2 separate regions of the Triticum aestivum genome follow, and region 2 is linked to region 1. Evidence: chromatin contacts called from public Hi-C data. All regions are on one chromosome and are shown on one strand. Each heading gives the region's core, a stretch centred on a gene start, on an enhancer-like site or on the middle of the called end of the contact. The rest is flanking DNA. Distances are from core to core; before and after follow the strand shown.

Region 1 (3,040 bases), core at 242-2,741:
CGCCGAGGCTGGCCTTCTTGACGAACAGCCCGGCGAAGCCCGAGGGGTTCTCGCCGAACACCTTGAAGAAGTTGCAGACGATGAAGTCCGGGCGGAGGAGGGAGAGGCCGAGGGTGTCGAGGTCCTTGGCGCCGAGCGCGCACGCGTCCAGCGCCACGTGCCACCCCTGCTCCGCCGCGGCGCTCATCCAGAGGTACGGGTACCTCGCGCCGGTCATGCGGGACACCAGCGGAAACACGAAGAGCCCGCGGCCGCGCTGCCGCCGCCGCCCACGGAGCAGCTTTTTGCGGAGGTCCGCGGCGTGGACGCGCATGCTCGGCCACGCGAAGCTCGCGTTCATGACCTCCGCGCCGCGGCTGCGCGCGCTCTGAGCCATGGCACCCACCGCCTCGCTCTCGTAGTCGTACACGGAGAGCAGCTTCTTCCTGCCGCCGCCGGGAGTGAAGGAGTAGGATTCTGCCAGCAGCCGGAAGGCCGTGGTCCGGTTCGCCGTGCACACCATGGTGTACTCGTCCTCGGGGATCTTAAGGGACGCCATGATGCGCCTCGTGACGGCGCCGCTGATGCCCCCCGCCGCGGATGCGGCGGCAGTGCCGTCCCCGCATTGCTGCACCTGCGACCGCAGGCTCGCCGACCTGTACGCGATGTCGAAGAAGGGGGGCTGCCACGCCGACGGCTCCGCCGGAGCTGACGTGGACGGCAGCGACGAGTTCATCTGCGCGTGGGAGAAGAGGTTCATCCCGTTGTAGTCCAGGCAGACGTGGCGGTCGAGGTGCCTGTACTCCCCGTCCCTGATCGCGTCCGCCGAGCCGGCTAGCCCGCCGTACTGCGGGAACGCGGAGGCGAACTCCGAGTAGGCCTCAGGGAGCGGCGGGAGGGACTCGTGGTTGGTGAACACCGGCGCCCCGGGGAACAGCCCCGACGCCGCTGACCTGACGAAGTTGTGCCGCGACGTCCTCGCCGACGTGGTCGTGACGGTCGTAACCGTGGCCGTCCGCTTGGCGCGCACCGGCACGCAGCCGGGCATGCACCCGTGCTCGCGGTCCGCAGCCCCATTCGATGCCGACGCCGCCGGCATCTCGCGCTGCTTCTGCTTCTGCCTCTGCCTCCTGTCGTCGTCGCCGGCTGCCGCGTTCTTGCTGCCCCTGGATAAGTACTTTGTGAAGAGGAAGAGCATGGTTGCCTCATGGGCAGGTTGTCGTTGGGCTAGCTAGCTCGGCGCCGGCCGGGCGCGGTCGACGCCGCTGTCTAGGAGCTGTCGGACAGCGACCGGATGGCCGGCCGGCCGCGGCCGCCTCTTTCTGAGCTCCTTGTTTGCTTCGCTAGCTGGTGATGAACGACGATGTGCGCGCCAGTGGCTCTCCTGCTGCCGGGGGAAACCTTTAGTTTCTCCTTGAGCTAGCCAAGTCCACAGGCTCGCGCAGACAGCGACGTAGCAAGAAAGCGTGAAGCAGCAGCACCCATCTGGTTCATGGAGGCTGGTATGCAGTTCCAGTCAATGAGAAACCGCTGAATGACAGATGATTATATAGGATGATGGATGAGTATTAGCCCTTTTTAATCTGGCCTGGATGATTGTCTTCAACCTGAACATGCATTCACTTGTATGATGATGGATGGTAAACCAGAGCAGACAGAGTTGCTTTCCCATTCCCCCGGATTCATGGATTTTTACGAGGTAATAGCACCCCAGATCCACAAACTTGCACAGAATGTGATGTTTTAGTTCAAAACTTGCAAAATGTTACTGAGGACTCCCACAATTTGACACCCTATGTGATGTTTTGGTCCACAGCCAATTACAACATGACAAGTGGCAGTCTAGAGGGTGGACCGGTCAGCTCTTGCAATTTTGCACAAAGGCCCCTGCCGTTTCCTCGATTCAGCAATGTTACAGAGCTCATGACCAAGATCGCTACGACGCCAACTACACTCTGCTCAACAACAGGTTTGCATGTGAATGCGATGCATTTGGTCGATCTGGTTAGCTACCTGGGTTCTCGGAGAGCATGAGGTTGGTGAGGAGCTTGCGCCTATCTGAAACCAATTTACAGAAGCAATCGATCTAAGTTACAGATTAACCCGCTACCACAAAAAATTCAGTCTGAAACCAACAAGCTAGATTCATATGCGACCATCAACAATTCAGTAAAGCATCGCAATACTGTTCGTTTTTGTTAAACTGAACTGACGAGACTGAACAACTAGCACGATTTCAGAACTGACCACACCGTGTAGTAGACAGACATATAATTTAGAAGACCTGAGACTCTGTCCAATTCCAATCGGCTGCTGCTTTCGATCTGAACTAGATACTGAAACAAACAGATTCGATCAACCCGCGACCGTCTACGACCGAAGCAGAATTCGGGTCCCGCACAGACCAGACAGCGATCGCGCTGGGAGGGGGGGTGGGAGTCTGCGAGAGGGGATCGATGGATCGGTGGTATGCATATCCTGAAGGACGTAGGCGACCTTGGCGGAGTCGGAGTAGCTGGGAAGCGACATGCCGCCGGCGGCGAGCGAGAGCTTGGCGGCGCCGATGGAGGCGACGCCGAGCATGGGCAGCTCGGCGGGGCTCCACTCGTAGTAGGCGCCGCCGTAGGCCTTGGCCGGCTGCCTCGGGGTCAGATCCACCGCCATCGAAAAAGGAGAAGCTGCTACGATCGATCGAGAGGTCGGTTGGTTGGGGGGTTGGAGGGTTGCCGGGAGCTGGAGGGCGTGATCGTATCGCCGTATCGGTGCAACGTAGCGGAGCCGCCACGCCGCGTCGTCGTTCCACAGCCTCGCGTGCGTCGGCCTCGCCGACAAGTGCGGCGCGGGCGCGGCGGGCCATCTCTACGGCCCGAGCAGAGGCATCAGCGCGACCCCTGTGAGGCTGCTCCCCGCGGCCCCTGCGAGGCTGCTTGCGTCGACGTCGGCACGCTGGAGTTCCGGTCCGTGGTGGAGCCCGTCAGCCGCATCCAGCCGGCGCTCGCCACCCGCCCCGGATCATACTTCTTCCTCGCCAACTGCACCGGCATCGACACGCGGAAGCACG
Region 2 (3,040 bases), core at 177-2,676, 490 kb after region 1:
AATAGGGAGGCCGAACCCGCATGGCGGCGTCTTCGACTCTATGTGGGCTGGTCCGGTCACGCCAGTAGGGGCACGCGACACACACAACCCCCATCGGATCGGTTAGATCCTCGGTTGCACCAGCTGGGCCCGCACGGGGCTCATGGCCGGCTGCGACTCGTGCCTCGGCTCGATTACTCGGTGGCGCGCTCCTCGCCATCGGATCTCCACGGCCGCCACGTAACCACCCGGTTTTTTCTGGGGTCCATGGCGCGTGGGGCGTGGACGTGAACAAGGCCACTTCTCTGTAATGGTTTTCGTTGCGACCTAGTGCACCCTCTAGCGCGACGCCCTGCACACGACGGGCCGCCGGCTTTGCCTGTCAGCGTCGCTCACCCGCTGGCCAACCCGGGTATGAGCAGGCGCAACGGCGTTCACAGGAGCCGGCTCGGGGTGTGAGCGACGGACCCGGACCACTGAGGTTGTCTAGTGCTCGGCTTAAGTCGGTGTGGGACGTGAACATTTTGATCCTTTCCTTAAGTCGGTTATATTTTCATGTAAATTTGTTGTTTACACCGCAAAGACGCGTGTGAAGTACACTTGTCTTTCTCTCCCTTCACTTTACAGGTCTCAATCTGCAGGACCCTTTGCCCATTCCCGTCGGTGATGTTCACAACATGATTTTGGCATGTGTAACCCGAGTCACGTGCTGCTCAGCCACAGATGCAGGGAGGACAAAAACAATGCAGCCTACCAAACCTCCAGACCTCCTATACAACGCTTTATGCATCAAGGAAGCAGAGATGCGCTCATGCGCTACTTGTGTGGGCTGGCCCAGCAAGCAAACCGAGCACTGCTCCCTCCCCCTCACTTGGTTCTCAGGGTTGACAACTCGGCCATTGATCGGCTGATCGCCGTCAGATTGAATCCCTACTATTCCTTTAGTCAATACAAATTGTGACCTGGATCTCGTGAATATATCAATTCCAGCCAACGGTGACACTATGGCTTCACTTCAATTGATTCTTAACAAATTGGTATTTTCAGTTGGTGAGGGCCATTCTCTCTATATATAGGACGTTGATTAAGAATATATAGAGAATTCTTGGGCAACTGCGTAGATTTATGTAATATCAGTTGATCGTTGACTTTAAAAAACCATGAATCTAAAAAAATCATAAATTTTTTAAAAATCACGAATATTTAAAAGTTCAAAATTTTAAAATAAGTTTACTAATGTAAAAAAAATCATTTTTTTAGAACTGTGTGAAAAAGTTCGTAAATTTGATAGGGGGAGTTTGGGCTTACTAATTTTTTGTTGCAACTGGCCTAGTGCAGGGCCGAATGTGTCACAAAAATTCTGCAGAAAATCTATACGATCGGGATCCGAGATCGGCGTAACGCGACTACGCGAGTGGCACCGAGCCCATTTACGCCATCCATCTCCGGACCAAGCGCTCCACAGCCGCCCATAATTTTGTCACAATATCCTCCCGCGCCGCGCGTCTGCGCGGGCACCACAAACCAGAAGAAGAAATGGCAGCGGGCCCCACGCCATCCACAGCCGCGTCCTTCCGGCCGCCCCTGCCGCCTCCGCCGCCGTGCTTCGACTACCGGTCCGCGTCGCTCGCCGATACGCGTGCCAGCGCCGCCACCGCGGACCCCGCGCTGGCTGGGTTGGTCGAGTCCGGTGCACTGGTACGCGTCCCGCGGCGGCGGTTCGGGCCGGTGCCGGCGTGGCGGCCGCCGGATTTCGCTGAGCCCGAGGACGTGTGGATCCTCGGGACCTCGCACCTCTCCGCGGAGTCTGCCGACGAGGTCGAGCGCGTGCTCCGTGCCGTCCACCCCGACAACGTCGTCGTCGAACTCTGCCGGAGCAGGCATGATCCAGTATCCCGACCGACCGTATCATCACCGTTTCTCTCTTCGAAATCTGAGCGGTGCCTTTGCAGTGCCCTTACTGCAGAGCCGGGATCATGTACGCTTCCGACGACGCCTCCGGCGAGCCGCTGTTGAAATCCAACATGTTTTCGCTCGGCGGCGCCAAGTTCTTGGGAGCCGTCAACCGGAGCATCAACCTGGGTACTATGTGCTACCTCAGGTTCCTCGAACAAATGGAACGCTGCTGATTTCATTGCCATCTTTTTGCGACGGTGCAGGTGGACAGAGTGCTCTTGCTCTGCGTTTGCTCCTGGCTGTTTTTTCTTCCAAGATTTCTTCTGGCGCGAACCGGCCGTTTGGGGAGGAGGTACTCTGTTTGCTCATGTCAGTCTTTCACATATTGTTATGGAACGACTCAGAACCTCGAATTGTTTTGTTATCAAATCTTCATGCAGTTCCGAGCAGCTAGGAGGGTGTCTGAAGATATTGGCGCTCAGCTCGTTCTTGGGGATCGCCCTATTGAAATAACTGTATGTGGACATCTGCAACTAAGCAAGCTGATCATATGCTAGTTACATGTGATGTGTCACTGATGGTGTCACATTTTGTTCTTGTAGCTTGAACGAGCTTTGAAATCCCTCAGCTGGGATGAAAAGACTAAACTCGTAATCTCATTATTCCGTGGAATCACTTCAACCACCGATATGCCGGTAAATGCTACTACCTGTGTTGCTCCAGTTTCCAGTCTTCCTGTTAATCAATTAGCCAAAGTACCATTTTTTGCAGTTACCGTCTTAGTCTTACTGACATGCATGCATGTCTGGCTGCTAACTATCAGCAGGATGAGAAAGCTGCGGTTAGCCCGTACGAGTTGTACGAGAAGCTTAGCAGCTCATATCCTTCGCTGCTGCAGCCTCTCATACATGAGCGCGACATGGTACGATATGGCTTCTCCGCAACTTTCATCTGAAAATTCCAACCTACTTCATACTTCATCTGAAAACAAACCAGCATTGTCTATGAAGCATGAACTAGATGTTTTTTTTCTTTTGCATGTTTGCTTCTCAGTACATGGCTTGGTCCCTAAAGAGGAGCAAGGCCGTGAACAAGAGCAAGACGGTGGTTGGGGTCATCGGGAAGGGGCATATGAACGGCGTGGTGTACGCGCTGATCTCTGACC

Evidence for each region. Hi-C and Micro-C count contacts between places; a contact is called where the count stands out from the background.
Region 2: a Hi-C map of leaf shows a contact between it and region 1, with 7 times the contacts expected there. The contact joins the promoter of LOC123160778 here to the promoter of LOC123156161 in region 1. A contact is called at or near these places in 3 of 5 Hi-C or Micro-C datasets (all in leaf).

Annotation. Positions count from the first base shown.
Region 1 is chr7B:246,284,995-246,288,034 of IWGSC CS RefSeq v2.1, forward strand. It overlaps LOC123156161, which reads right to left and starts at 1,492. Exons shown (of 1, transcript XM_044574329.1): 1 at 1-1,492. The coding sequence starts at 1,177. It also overlaps the pseudogene LOC123156164.
Region 2 is chr7B:246,770,269-246,773,308 of IWGSC CS RefSeq v2.1, forward strand. LOC123160778 (traB domain-containing protein) reads left to right here and starts at 1,427. Exons shown (of 7, transcript XM_044578615.1): 1 at 1,427-1,859; 2 at 1,946-2,061; 3 at 2,139-2,227; 4 at 2,316-2,390; 5 at 2,478-2,570; 6 at 2,702-2,797; 7 at 2,929-3,040. The coding sequence starts at 1,516.